2 separate regions of the Mus musculus genome follow, and region 2 is linked to region 1. The links are chromatin contacts, called in public HiChIP or PLAC-seq maps. All regions are on one chromosome and are shown on one strand. Each heading gives the region's core, a stretch centred on a gene start, on an enhancer-like site or on the middle of the called end of the contact. The rest is flanking DNA. Distances are from core to core; before and after follow the strand shown. Region 1 overlaps Ano1 (anoctamin 1, calcium activated chloride channel). Region 2 has its middle 8.5 kb from the start of Smim38.

Evidence for each region. HiChIP or PLAC-seq counts read pairs in DNA pulled down with a chosen protein or histone mark.
Region 2: an HNF4G HiChIP or PLAC-seq map of pancreatic cancer cells shows a contact between it and region 1. The contact joins two enhancer-like sites.

What each region holds. Positions count from the first base shown.
Region 1 is chr7:144,674,484-144,681,718 of GRCm38.p6, reverse strand. Ano1 (anoctamin 1, calcium activated chloride channel) reads left to right here. Exons shown (of 26, transcript NM_178642.6): 2 at 2,940-3,085. The coding sequence starts at 2,978. Among named protein-coding and RNA genes, the nearest start is that of Ano1, 60 kb to the left of the region's middle. Within about 2 kb of position 2,853, at least 39 of the 459 cell types and tissues checked have an H3K27ac peak or open chromatin away from gene starts, as enhancers often do. A contact at or near this core is called in pancreatic cancer cells, where this site is marked.
Region 2 is chr7:145,213,019-145,220,253 of GRCm38.p6, reverse strand. It overlaps a transcript of Tpcn2 not described here. Among named protein-coding and RNA genes, the nearest start is that of Smim38, 8.5 kb to the right of the region's middle. Within about 2 kb of position 4,508, at least 37 of the 459 cell types and tissues checked have an H3K27ac peak or open chromatin away from gene starts, as enhancers often do. A contact at or near this core is called in pancreatic cancer cells, where this site is marked.

The DNA.
Region 1 (7,235 bases), core at 1,604-4,103:
CAGTCTGCAATGGACAAGACCTGTTTCTACTTTGCTACTCCAAAGGGAGATAGTCCCCCTTGTTGGTTTAACTCTGTTGTTGGTGGTCGTGGTGATGGTGGTGGTGGTGGTGGTGGTGGTGGTGGTGGTGGTGGTGGTAGTGGTGGTCATCAAGATTTCAAGACCCAAGAACTCTGGGCCTGGGCTGTGGGGACCTGGGGACAGCATGTGTCCTGTAGTAGCTACTTGTCTCATTGTTCTGATAAAGCACAACTTAAGTGAGGAAGGGTTTCTCTGGTTCACAGTTAGAGGGCACAGTCCATTGTGGGAAGGCATGGAAGCAGGAATGTGAGGATGATCATGTTATGTCCACAGTCAGGAAGCAGGAGGATGGACACGGGTGCTCCCCTTGCTCGCTTCTTTCATTCACTTTGGGACTCCAGCCCACGGAATGGTGTCCCCCACATTCAAAGCAAGTCTTTCCACCTCGGGTAACCCAATCTAAGCTCCATCCCAGACATGCCCAGTGGTCTGTCTCCTGGTGATTCTAGAACCTATCAAGTTGACGGCCTGCATCAGCTGTCTCAGGATTCTTCCCAGCCCATCTGGCCCCCACACTGCATTGTGTGGAGGCCACTCCATGTCCTCTCTGCCCTTGCTGGGTCATCCCTGAACTGCACATTCAGAAGCCATGGAGAGGGAGGTAACCAGAAGAAGCAGAGAATGGAAAAGGAGAAAATGCAGTCTTCTAAGCAAGTAGTGTCAAGCCCTTGCCAAGGCAGAGCGCAAAAGCAGGCCAAACCTGAAAGAAGAGCCTTAGCTCAGCTTCCTACACCATGGCTGGGTGCTGTCTGGCGAGAAGACAGACAGCTGTCATGTCTAGAGATGGTCCCCATCTGGCAGCTTTCAGGATCTTTGGGAATAAGGCCAGGAGGCCACACCTGCCCTAAAACCCCCTCAGGGTTAGAGGAAAAATGTCACTTCCCAAACACATGAGAACACCAGAGCTTCTTGTCATACATGCACATACACACATGTACACACTTCTACCCACACACATACTCACATGCACGTGCATGCACTCTTACACATGTACTCACACAGAAACATATACACCTGCACACACAAGTACTCACACATATGCACGTACACATTTTTAGCATAGCACTAAAGTTCCACCCAGTGCATCACACATGATAAGTATTCTACAACTGGGTCACATCCCTGGCCCTGATCAATTATATATATTTTTTTTTCTTTTAGAAGAAAAAAAATACTTCGCCGGTTCCTGGGAGATCCTTGACACCTGATCATAAATTTAGGAGGAGGGTGTGCTCCGGTTTCACAATGCCAGTTGTTTATCAACAACAGTATGAAGTTACATAATCCTGTGTGTGACTGTGTGTCTTTCCAGCCCAGTCCCCTGGCACAGTGGAGGGTGGAGGAGGAGGAGAGCTGTTTGCTGCTGGGATTTGGCCAACTTAATGCATTTCTTAAATCCCACTTTAAGGGCACTTGGCACTTATGGGAGTGCGTAGCTCTAGGACCCAGTAGCCTTTTCAAAACCTCTCCAAGTTCAAAGTTACTTAGAGTAAACGGGAGCAGATGACTGGCAGAGAAGAGGTAGTCAAGACAGTGACAAGATGGCAGTCACATGGCTAAGCACACACAGCAAGGGAAGTTCTCTGTGATCACCACAAGACAGGCCTGTGAGCCTGAGAAGGCACTGCTTGGCTCTTTGAATTGGGAGCCTGGAGCCCAGTACCTCCTGTCTGTCCCTCCCGTTCCACCTCTCTAGATCCGGCCTGGGAATCACCAGAGGCTGTTTTGCTCCTGGTGACTTTTCATGATGACTTCTGGGGGGCCTTGAATGTTGTCATGCAGCTGCAAGTCCAGTTGGTGGGAGTGTCTGCTGTGGGAAGCTGGTAGCCCACCAGACAAGGTGCTGAGTGCAAGTTCTGAAGCTGAGGTTCAGACTGGGTCTGAGGACAGTGAGAGGTTGAGGCTGGAGAGCCCAGGAGGGTGTCCTGAGGGACAAGCACTCTGATGCCCACCAGAAAGGTAGAGGAAAGAGAGGCCACCCCTGCAGAAGCTCAATCAGGACAGCAGATGCTCCTCTTCCTCCTCTTCCTCCTCCTCCTCCAGAAGGGAGACTTAAAAACACCCTACTGTGTACAGGGACCTTGCTAGGTCCTGGGGTGAGAGAAAGCACAGGCTTCTAGTCACTGCAGGAGATGCAGCTGGCCTTGGAGGGTCAGATCAGGGTGCTCTGCAGCCTCTTAAGTCCTTAAGAGAAAACAAAACCCCACCAACCAACCGGTCAGCATTCTCTCCTGGTGGGCAGGAGTTCAGTTAGCTGACATACACTCACCCCTGTGGAGGAGATCGTCTAAAAGCTCACAGGTGGGGGCTACAGTACTTGGGAGATGATGGTGGGGGAGGAGGTCTACACAGGAGGGGTCCCAGGTGATGACATTGTGGTTAATCTGTCACCTCCTTAGGAAACAGCAAAGTTAGCTCCGGGCCTTTTTAAAAAATTATTATTATTATTATTAGGTATTTATTTCATTTACATTTCCAATGCTATCCCAAAAGTCCCCCACACCCTCCCAGCTCCAGGCCTTTTTATTTAAGGTGTGGTCTGGGGCACTTTCCCTTCGAGTAAGAATCCTTTCCACCCTCAAAATTTAAAAAACAAAACTCTAAACGGGCTCTGACCCCGGGTAAAAATAAAACTCGGAATCCTTTCTTCCTGTGTTTAAATTTCTACGGAAAATCTGACCCTTGTGGCCGCCGCCCCTGCGCTTATATCTTTAAGGCGGAGCCGGCGCGCGGCCAAGTTCACGGCGCGCGGGCGCCCTCGGGACGGGCCAGGTGGCGGCAGCGCCCGGGAGGTCGCGAGGGAGGAGGGAGCGGCCACGTCCCGTCCGCGCCAGGCCAGCACCGCTTCTCCGTTGCAGACGCCACCGGGGTTGTGGATGGGGAGCGCGAGGCCACCATGAGGGTCCCCGAGAAGTACTCGACGCTCCCGGCGGAGGACCGCAGCGTCCACATCGTGAACATCTGCGCCATCGAGGACCTGGGCTACCTGCCGTCCGAGGGCACGGTGAGTTCGGGTGCGGCCACGGGTGACCTCTCCACAGTGCGCAAGGTTTTTGGGGTTCCCAGCCACGCACGTGTGGCCTGGGAGCGCGCTGCTGCCGGAACCAAGTGCACGCGACCGGCTATACTCTGCGCGTCCTCCCACTCGCGGAACGCAGCGCCAGGGGTCCCCAGAGTGTCCCTGGTGTCCTTGCAGAGCCCAGCCCAGGGTTTGCAGTGTCTCTGAGGTCCCTCTCAGTGCTATGCCCAGAGTCCCCAGAGTGTTCCTGGGGTCTCTGCAGCCTATTGCCAGGGGTCTACAGAGTGTTCTGAGTTTTCTAGTGTCCTCGAAGTACCCACAGCGCCGGACCTGAGGTTTACCTGAGGTTTACAGAGTGTCCCTAAAATACCCAAAGTGCCCCCCTGAGATCGTCACAACACACTGACTGGGGTCCCCAGAGTGTACACAGAGCCCAACTCGGGGTTTGCAGTGTTCCTGGGATCCCAAAATTGTCCCTCGAAGTCTTTGCTTGTTCCTGGGATCTCTAGAGTGTCTCAGGGTCCCCACAGTGCCCAGTCCGGGGGTTCCCAGTCTCCTACGCATACAGCCCAAGCCTGGATGAGACCCTCCTTTCCAGGCCCTTAGCCAGGAGCAGCAGGGTGGGTGGGAGTAGGAGTCAAGGGTAAGGATCAGGTGGCCACCAGAGTGAGCGAGACCACTGCGCCGCCACCCGGTGGGGTTCGAGTCCTCCTGCCTGCAGTGCTTAGATCTCCAGCCCAGTGCAGCTGGCACATGCTCAGACTCAACCCAGAGATTGCCAACCTCAATCTAGTCCCTCATCCCCTCCCAGCGCCTTGGGCACGGGTAGGGGTGCAGGGTGGAGCCAGTCACCTGGTTGGGGAACCCAGTACAGAGGTGTCCCCTCTACCATAGCATTGTCCCTGGGGCCAGACAGCAGGTCACAGGGATTCCTGGTGGCACCGTGTGTGTGTGTGTGTGTGTGTGTGTGTGTGTGTGTGTGTGTGTGTGTGTGTGTGTGTGTGTTGGGAGGGGGAGGGAGTGGGATTCACTCCTGATGAGTCTGGTTTAAAGAACAAACTTTCCCAGAGCCCGGGTGGGGGCGGGGCACTCCCAGCAGGCACCAAAGACCAAAGAGCTTTTTCTTTCTTTCTTTCCTTTTTTCTCTTCCTTTCCCCCTCACCCCTACCCCCAGATCCCTCAAGGTCCCTATCTAGGCTAGAGGGAGCATTGCTGTCCAATGCCTGGGGCTCTAGCCTGGGGCTGGAGTGGAAGGCCCAGCTTGAGGGATTGCCCCAGCCTGTCCTAGCCTGGGGCTGAGAGCCTGAGGGCCTGGGTGAATACACCCAGAAGCCTAATGGGAGCTATGGCTTGGCAGTGCAGGCTCAGGCTGTGGACAGTCTTGGCAGTCCTGGGGTCTCAGTAGAGGAGTGGGTGGGGTTCTACTGGGTGGTACCAGAGTCCTGGGGAGCCTGGGCCAGGAACAGCTCTTGATGGACAGAAGCCTTCTTGTCAAGTACAGGATGGAAACAACCTTAGGAGCTCAGGGGACATTTGAATAGAGCTGTGAGTTGGGCCTTACTGGGCCTTGCTGGCCCCTAATGTCCCCTGGGCACCCAGAGAGAGGGAGGGCTCTGCCCCTTCTGGAGCTTAAAGAGATCAGATGGAATGCTCCACTGTGTCTATGACAGGACCAAAGGACAGATGCCCAGAGTTGGCTAACTGCTTCTTAGCTTGCTTAACTCAAAACAATGAGGACATGGTGTGTGTGTTGGGGAGTGTGTGTGTGCATACACGTGAGGGGGGACTGCTAATACAATTTGGAAAACTGAGGCCCAGAGGGACAGGTGACTGCTTCTAAGTCACCCATCAGTTAGTTGAAAGACAGCTGAGGGAAACCATAGCAAGCCTGCCTGTGAATGGACATGGGGGGTTGGAAGAGGAGGAACATCCATGGGACCCAGAGGCCAGAACATGAGGACTCCAGTTAAAGGCACTGGAGAACCATGGTTGCCAAGGTAATAAAGAGGTGTTATTGTAGAGGTGGCCCCATGGGAGGGGACTTGAGTGAGCAGAGTCTGAACTAATGGTCCTGGGCACTGGACTTCCCATCCAGAGACCTGTTATGTGCTCACACCTAGCAGCCACCAGTGACCCCTAAACCAAAGTCATTGAGTTCTTGATCTCAAAGGTGTTACGGTCCAGAAACACGTGGGTGAGCCCAGAGGAGGGTGGTGGCCCTTCTTGTGCACACAGCTTTTCCTAGATGCTTATACAGTGTTGCAGGCCAGGAGGCCTGTGGCTCTGGATCCCTACAGGTCACACTCAGGGGTCATGCTGGGACTGTAACTCTGAAACCTGAGGTTCTGAGCATCCCCATACACTCCTGCCACCTCCATTAGTCATGGCAGAGTCACCCAGCAGAGGAAGCCCAATGCTCTTGAAAGCCAGAGGGTGTGGGCCACACCTTCCTTCCCTAGAGGAACAGCCTTAGAAAAAAACCCTTAGCCCAGACTGCAGCCCCCAGGCCGTCCTCCTTGCCAACTCCGTTTCAAGGGAAAGGGGGCAGATCACTCCATTGGTTCAGTCAAGAGGCCAGAGCATCTGGGAAGGCAGAGGCCAGGTGAATGGGACTGGTTTCCTTCATTGTCTCTACTGAGGCCAGGTGAATGGGATTTAATTTTCTCTGTAGTGATCTTTGAGTGCTTCAGTCTTTAACCCAAGTTCTCCATGGCCTGGGATACCCACACCCTGAAATACCTGCTGTGTGGGTGTCAGCCTGCCTGCTGGGACAAGGGCATAGGCTTATCTGCCATCAGAGACTTCTGTTTATAGATTCCTGGACAAGCCCAGTGATCGGAAATGGATAGCTTGTGCCTATGAGTCAGGCACACACACACACACACACACACACACACACACACACACACACGCGCGCGCGCGCGCCTGGAATAAAAATGAAGTTTTACATTGACATTCCCTGGAGTTGGACATGGTAGCTTCAGGTTGCAATCCAAGAACTGCAGCATCTGAGGCAGGAGACTTGCTGAGAGTTTGAGACCAGCCTGGGCTACAGAGTGAAACTCTATCTCAAAATCAACCACAAGGCTCTGATGCTCCTTACCCATCTGGGATCCAAGTCTCCGGACCAGAAGCAAGATCTCCGGCCTCTAATGTTGTCTTTCCCATTTTTAAAGAAGTTCCGAGATTTTTAGATTCCTTCAGAAGCATCAGTATTTTGTCACAGGCTATTTGAATTCAGCCTGTGCTCCAGGGACAGAGGCGGGTAAAGCACATTTAGGGTCCCAGCACATTTAGGGTGTGACCATGGGGCCCTGCCAATGCCTCCTGCTCTGCCCAGCAGCTGGCACCTTCCTTGTTTGTAGTGCTGGGACAGGATCTGCTGTCCATCTTTCTCTAAAAACTCCCTGGGGGAAGTTCTTTCCGGGAGCACTTCCCCCAAACTCCCAGGAGAAACCATTCAACCCCTGCAAGGGTCCCTCCCATTCTCTGTGGCCACAGCACATAGTGGTACCTAGATACAAGCGTCTATTGTTCATTTGTACATGAACACACACACAAATACACACTCATCCCACAACCACCCATCCAGAGATCACTAAGAAACACGAAGGTGCCCCTTTTCTTAACCAGAGAAAGGGAGAACATTTAGAAGTTACACATAAACCCCAATCCACATTCTTTCTGCTGCAGTTTACATAGTGGCCTCTTTGTCCAGCAAAGGGACATGCAGAGTCACCTGGTGCCTCTGCACCTTCTGTGGGACTTACCATGTCTTCCTCTGTGTCTCCCAGGCCCACCTCAAAACAGCTTCACAGACCCTGGGAGTTCCAGGCAGGGAGCCCATATTGCCTGCCTAGAAGTTGCTACCCACTAACACTGAATAAAAATGGCTTTTCCTCACTTTATAAAGCCAATGCCTACATAGATGACAGACAGTTTTTCCAGTATAACAGGACAAATTACCAAGGACCAGGCCCCTAGGAATGGCCACACGGGTGCTGGTGCCATGTCCTACTACCCCCCCCCCCCAACTTGGTCAGTTCTAAAATCTGAACCTGACTCACTACCACCTTTCTCTTATGGTTCCCTCTGACAGTAAGGTCCTTTTACCTGTCCCACCTGCATGTGTGCA
Region 2 (7,235 bases), core at 3,259-5,758, 540 kb before region 1:
CAAACCAAACAAACAAAACCCAACAAACTTGGGTCTTCTAGAATTGCAATCTGTACCCTTAACCAATGAATTCACTCTCTAGCCATCATCACCACCACCATCATCATTTGTATGTAGCTCAGGCTAGCCTCGAACCTGACATGAGCTGAGGATGACCTTGAACTTCAGATCCTCCTGCCTCCACTCAACCCAGTACTGGAATCCCAGGCATGGGTCACCACACCTGTTTTGGGGGGACATGGGGGATCAGACTGTGCGTGTCCTAACCACTATACCTATTGGGCCACTCCTCCAGCTCTGCATCTGGTCTTGAAGTGACTTCTTTGCTGTGAGGCTGAGGGAGGTAACAAGGGGTGCGTGGGAGAACCACACTGAACTGCCCTTTGTGAGGCCCTGGAGAGGAGCAGGGGAGGAGACACAGAGAGGTCTGTGTAGTTTCTTAGAGGCGAAGCAGGAAGCCTGCCCTGGTCATTGGGATGTTGGGACGAGCTCACTCTGGGTCTTAGCCTGTGGGCCTGGCATTTGCTGGGTGCCAGCTGCCTGTGGTCCTGGGGTTGGCACAACAAGTCTGGCCGCCAGCAGCAAGGTGGGTGGGGCGTGCTGAGGGGCAGCATCCATCGCTCCAACAGTCCTGTGGTCCTGCCAAGTGGTGGTGGAACCAGGCCCACGTGTCAAGGTGCCTGGTAACTGGATGGCTATGTGAAAAATGCCAGGGGTGTCCACAGCCAAACCTTCATATTGGGATTCTGGAATCAGGCGGATGGTGGCTGGAGCCAGTCTGTTTGTGCAGGGCGGCCTGTGGGAAGGTGCCCAGAGACGGGACAGATTACAGCCAAGGGTATTACCCGCTGGGCTCAGGGTTAAGGGAGAAGAAAATAATCACAGACAACAGAAAGCACAGCTGCCAGCCCTCCTGGGTCTGAGACGGTGGCTCTGGGCACAGAGGGTAGGGTCAGTACCTTCTGGGTGCCTGGAGATGATGCCAGGCACACACTCGGTGGCATTTCTAGTGCACACAGCACCTGGGATCATTTAGGGGGACATGATAGTGTTTTCTTTTTTCTTTTTTCTTTTTTTAAATCAGAAGATCTTAAAATATGTAGCTAGGTTGGAGAGTGCTTGTGCCTCATGCACAAAACCCTGGGGTTCTGTCCCCAGACTGCATGGGCTGGGCATGAGGGTGCATATCTGCCACTCTAGCACTGGGAAAGTGGAGGCAGGAGGATCAGAAGATTACAATCATGTCTCAAAAGTGTGGTGCCCTGAGGCTGCACCCATCCGTGGGGGTGTTGATAGGGTGAGGGACGTTTTCTTCAATGGTTTGGCTTCTGGCAAGGCGGTCCAGGCTTTTTCAAACAACCCCATTTGTGCTCCCATAAGCAACCTTAACGGGCTCTTTGGGTCATACACACAGAGACAAAAGTAGAAAGGAACTAGTTATGAACACACACACACACACACACACACACACACACACGAGAATATGAAAACGTCACAAAGAGGGCCATCGTGTATCATTACTGTATACTAATACAAGGCTGCTAGTCTGCAGACCCATTCACACATTTACACAGGATTCAGTGATGTCCCTGTAAAATTCACACCCACTCCCAAACTCCATATACTTGGAAAAAATGACCTGGTTGATGTAATTAGTCACAGAGAGGACACCATGCAGTAGGGTGGGCCATGATCCAATGGCTCTGTCCCTTAGAAGAATGCCACAGTCAGAAACACGAAACTGTGGGGAAAAAAACCCTTGATGTCATAGTGATGTGACCAAGAAATCCTAGAGCTCTCAGACCCTGGAGCAGGCAGGAAGGGCAGTCTCCAGAGCCTTCTGAGAGAACGGCCCAGTTCACACCTTGAGGTTGGACTTCTGGCCCACAAGGTTCAAGACACTTGGGTTGAGGTGCTGTCCTGTGGTGTCAGCCAAAGTGGACAGATAGCTTGACACTTGTCTAAGATGGCTGTGGTGCTCAACATTTATTATTGTTTGTTTGTTTTTGACTGGGTTGTGGATGTCCTGAAACTTGCTATGTATAGGCCAGGCTGGCCTCTAATTCAGAGATATGTATGCCTCTTCCTTATGTGTATGGGATTAAAAACATGTTTCTCAGGACGGTCTGTCTAGGAGGTGGGTGAAACTTACCTCACCCTGTTGTCAGCCCCGTGCCAGGCAGTGACATGAAGGGGTTCTGTCCTCAGTCAAAGGACCTCAGCGGTATGCATGTGTTGAGAGGGTGTGGGCGAGAGGTAAGCCTGAGTCAGAGCCTCAGTTCTGATGGGAGCTCTATAGAAGAAGCTCTTGTCTATATTCTCAGCACTTGGTCATTGATGTAGGAGGGTTGTCATGGGCTACAGAGTGAGCTTGGGCTAGCCTGGGCTTCAGAGCAAGACCCAGTGTAAGCAAACAAAAAACCAAAACAAATATTCTCGGTTTTTGCTCCTGCTCTACTGTCTCCTGGCCAAGTGATCTAGAGGAGTCACACCTTTGTCAGCCTCTTCCATATCTGTTAGATATGTCAACTCTGGTTTCTGCTTTAGAGACTGCCATGAGGATCTGGGGGAGAAATGCCCCTTGTTCCTGTGTCCCTTAGAATGTAGCTCCGAGCAGGGCTTTGGGGAGGGAATGGTCAGGGACTTAGAGTTCCTTGTCTCTGCCTGTCACCCATTATCTCTGTCTCCATATAGCTATCTCCATCAGCCCTTGCTGACTGTAGCATCATAGCACCAGCCCCAGAGAGGGGGCAGGGACATTGTAAAAGAAAACAAAAAACAACCCCCCTGGCTGTTCGTGTCTTCTGTAGTTTTCTATTGATGTCTCAAAAGAGCTGAGCCCTCCCTGCACCAGTGTGGTGGGTCTGAGTGGCTGTCACCCTCCAGGACTCCTTCATTTGAAGGTCCACCTCTTTTGGTTTTTGTCCTCAGGGTCTGCTCAGCACTTCAGTCGTCCTAAGCAGACTGCCAGGGGGGCTGTTCCTACTCTGACACCCAGAGGTCTTTCCCTGCAGGTCTGTCTGTCTTTGTTGCTTCTGACAGGCCACTGTGGGGAGCCAGCAACCATCAGGGCTCGGGGCTGTCCCGTGTAGATGTGTGTGGCTGGAAAGGTTCCCAAGCAGGGACATTTCTATGGGTCACAGGGTCTCTGCATAGATCACTTGTCTTGCCATCCTAGGGCCACACAGGTGGGGGCTGCCACATGTTTCCAGGAACACATGCAACCCTGCTGAGGAAGGCACCCAGGCATTTCTCCTAGAGCTTCCTGTGTGTCGTCCACACACAGCCACCAGCAAAGGGTGGGTACAGACATGATGGTGACCCTCCATTCAGGAGGAGGAAACTAAGGCCCAACAGCAGGGAGGTTAGTGGGTGGGTGGGGTAGTGGGTGGGTGGAGTTGCTGGGGAAGGGAGCTGCTTTCCTCCCTGCTGGAGCCCCACATTTCTGCCTCTAGATGGGGCCTGTGGTCCCTAGGACAGTCCACATTTCCAGAAAGCTCTGAGCTCTTGTTTTTCTGTATGGCAGATCTGTCAGGCAGAATCAGTGTGGAGTATGAGGGCTCTTCAGCAGGAGTGGAGGTACTCCATGACCCCCTAAGTGTCATCTGCAGTCCTTCTTGCAAGTACTTGGGCTTCTCCAGTGGGGGAGCAGCACCCCTCTTTGGGGCCCCTGCAGACCCCAGGCCTCTCTCTCTGGCTTTCCCTGCTTCGAGTTCCCCACAGAGAACTGTGGAGCCCCAGCCTGTTCCTCACCAGTGGGCCTGGAGGGATCCCTAGGAGAGGCGTTTGACTTTGTGGGCAGGTTTAGGTTTTCTTGGTGACCATAGCCTAGAGGAGTCTGGGAACATTCTGAGGACAGGTCAGTAAGAGCTCTGGCCTTTCCGTCCCTCTCTGTGAGCAAAGTCCCCAATTTTTCTTTTTGTCCTAAACACAGGCGAAAGGGGAAGTGTCCCTGGAGACAACCTTAGGAGCTTGGGAGGAGATACAGAAATAGTCCAGGCTGGACATCTTGACACCTCAGACTTGCTAGGTGACACTGGGTGACAGGATTTTCTGGGCCTCAACTTCCTCTTCCATAGCAGCAAGGGCAAGACTGGCCAGGGACATGACCTTGAGGCTACAGCTCACCACTTAGCCCAAGTTCAAAGACTGGACAGGGCTCTTTCTGACCCCTATCCTCAAGTCAGTGCAAGGGTGTGGCTTTGGGGTATAGAAATTCCAAGCAATAGTTATCATAAAGGAAAGGTGACATTTAGGATTTGTTTTCTCCGTTTGATGCTATTTTATACAGATTTCAGTGGCTCAGCTGCTATTAACCCAGGGCAGCTTGTTGCCAGAGCCCCTTCACTCTGCCTCTTTGCTTCCAAACTCTGCCCCCACAGCATGGCCTGTGTTCTGTCCCTGTGGCTTTACCTGTTCTATAACATTCTATCACTATCTGCGGCAGTATCCTTGTGCTTGGCTCTTGTCACTGTCCACCAATTGTTGGCTGGCTATGCCTGCAGCCTGGGTGCCTGTGGCTTGCCTATTGCTCAATATCACATGAGCCCCATGGCTGGTGCCAGGCTGTCAGAATAGGAATAGACCGGAACTTGATTTCTTATCTTCTCGTTGTGTCCAGATGAGTAGCTGTGAGCATGGCATCATAGACATTCATGCCCCGTCTGTGTGGCTGTGGCTGTGGTTTCTGTCTCATTCATTCTGGTATTGGTCACATTTTTTTCAGACAAAATGCCTGATACAAGGAGCTTCAGAGAGAAGGGCTTTGTTTCAGTGTACGGCTGAGGCTCCCTGGCCCTCCTGCCTGCTTGACACCTTCCCATCAAAGGTTCATCACCTTTCCTGTCTCCTTTCTCATGTTCCCAGAAGAGGATAAAAGGGAGCCTCAGAGAGTGACCATCGACAATATCTAATCTAATAAGGCTGCTCAAAGTGCTGGGTGCATGTGTCATACCTCCAGGAGCACTTAGGATGCTTAAGAATTCTTGTGTGTGGTGGACGGTACACTGTGGCTGTTCAATAAATATCTAGAGTGCAAATACATGAATTTGGAGTTCCCCACCTGGCAGCACCAGGCACGAGTCTACCGGCATTCAGATTTGATGTTTCGCGCTCTCTGCACTGCTGTTGATTGGTTGGATCTAGAGCAAGGGACTAAGTAGTGAGATACCCTGGAGCTGGACCCAGAGACTTGGAGACCTGCTCAACTGAAATCAGGCCCACTATGGGCTCAAGACAGAACTCAGTTTGTGGAGTGCCTGCATAGCATTCACAAAGACCTAGGGTTCAGACTCTAGAACAGCATAAACTGGAATGGTGGTTCCCGCCTGCAATCCCAATATTCAGGAAGTAGAGTTAGAAGGGTCAGGAATTCAAGGCCATCTTCAGCTACATAGTTTGAAGCTGGCCGGGGCTATATTAGACCTTGTTTCAAACAAAACCCAATACAAAAATCACCTCACCAAGTGGCTAGTTAAGAAGAGAATGGCCCATTAGAGACAGGACCTGGTGTGGCTGGGTCTTAGTGGTGACCAAGGACTGTCCCTATGACTAGCCTGCATACAGGCTTCTGTTCTAGAGGGAGAGGAGGGGATCAGAGCTGGAAACCTTTGGCTTTTGGATAACTCTAGAAGTGCCAGCTATCAGAAGCCTGTTCTGGGAGAGGCTGGCTAGAAAGCAGGGTGGCTACCACAGGTGAGGGCTCAGAGGGATAGAGCTTTTCCCCATTGTCCCACTACCTGCTTGCTCAGACCCCTGCATCTCTGCTTCTCTAGTACCCAGACAGCACATCTTCCAAAGAGACACCTGGTGATGGGGATCTTGCCCACCCAGCACTGACCTCCAGCTCCCCCAGCTAGCCCTGGGGGGTACAGGAGGTACAGACCTCAGAGGCTCCAGGGACCTCCACCACAGGGACCATTTCCTGCTTCTGACTGCGTTCTGAGAACTGAGAATATGGGCTTTGTGTGTACACATGTGTGTATATGTGTGTGCACAGCCTGTATTCACATGTGTATGCTTTGTGTGCATGTGTCTGTATAGACTGTACATGCAGTGTGTCTGTGGGCTGTGTTATGTGTGCATGCCTGTGCCTATGTGCTGTGTGTGCATATGTGTATATGCCTATGTATATGTGCTGTATGTATGCAGGTGGTAGACAAAGGTTGACTTGAGCATCTTCCTCAATCACTCTTCACTTGGTTATTATTTTTTAAATATTTTCTTTTGTTTGAGACAGGGTCCCACTTTGTGTAGCTACAGCTAACTATAGAGACCAGGCAGGCCTTGAACTCACAGAGATTCATCTGCCTCTGCCTCACAAGTGCTGGGATTGAAGGTGCACACTATGACTCCTGGCTCCACCTCATTTTTTGAGACAGGGTCTTTCACTGGCCTGGAGTTCTCTGATTCAGTGAATGCTACGGATCTTTCTGTCTGTATCCAGCCATCCCTGGGGTTGTGGTTATATGCCACTGTGCCTGACTTTCACATGGGTACTGGGGATGAACTTCAGGTCCTTGTTTGGCACAGCAAACATTTTATCCACTGAGCCATCTCCTAGCCTCAATATATGGCATTGAGGTGCCCTGTCTTGGAGGCTATGTGTTCAGGCAAGCACATGAGGCTAACATGCTTATTTTGAGAACAGTGTCCATTTTGAGCCTTCTTTATTGACTCCTAATGGAGTGTGTGACAGTCAGGCTAGCTAGGTCATATGCACATGTGAGGTCTTCATGTTCTGCATGTGTGTGAATATGGTTGCATGTGTGTATACATGTACGTAAATGAAGATGGGTATGTGCAAGTGTGTGTGAACATAGGCTGGGGTGGGACAGCTTGTATCTTCTCCTGACTCTTTCTCAGCCCCTGCAGACCCACTGAGGCCCCAGCCCTCAGCTGATGAGCCAGGCCTGGCACCTGAGCAGGGGACTGTCTGGAGGCTGCTGGCTTTTCTGGCCTGACCCAGGAGTTTGGAGTCAAACATTTAGAATAGCAGGGTGTGCTGTTGGTCTTAGCCTTAGGCAGAGACAGGCTGAGTGGTTTTGGGGCTCAGATGGCACCAGTGAGGAGAACTGAGACAGAGAGACCCATGTCCCAGAGGCAGTGTCACCACAGGGAGAGGCAAGAGCAGCTTCCTGGTGTGATTCTATCTCAGCTTCCATGGTCAGTCGTCAGAGTGACCTCTGTTTTCAGTAAGTGAGTGTTGTCACCTACCACGGACAGTGTGGATGCCT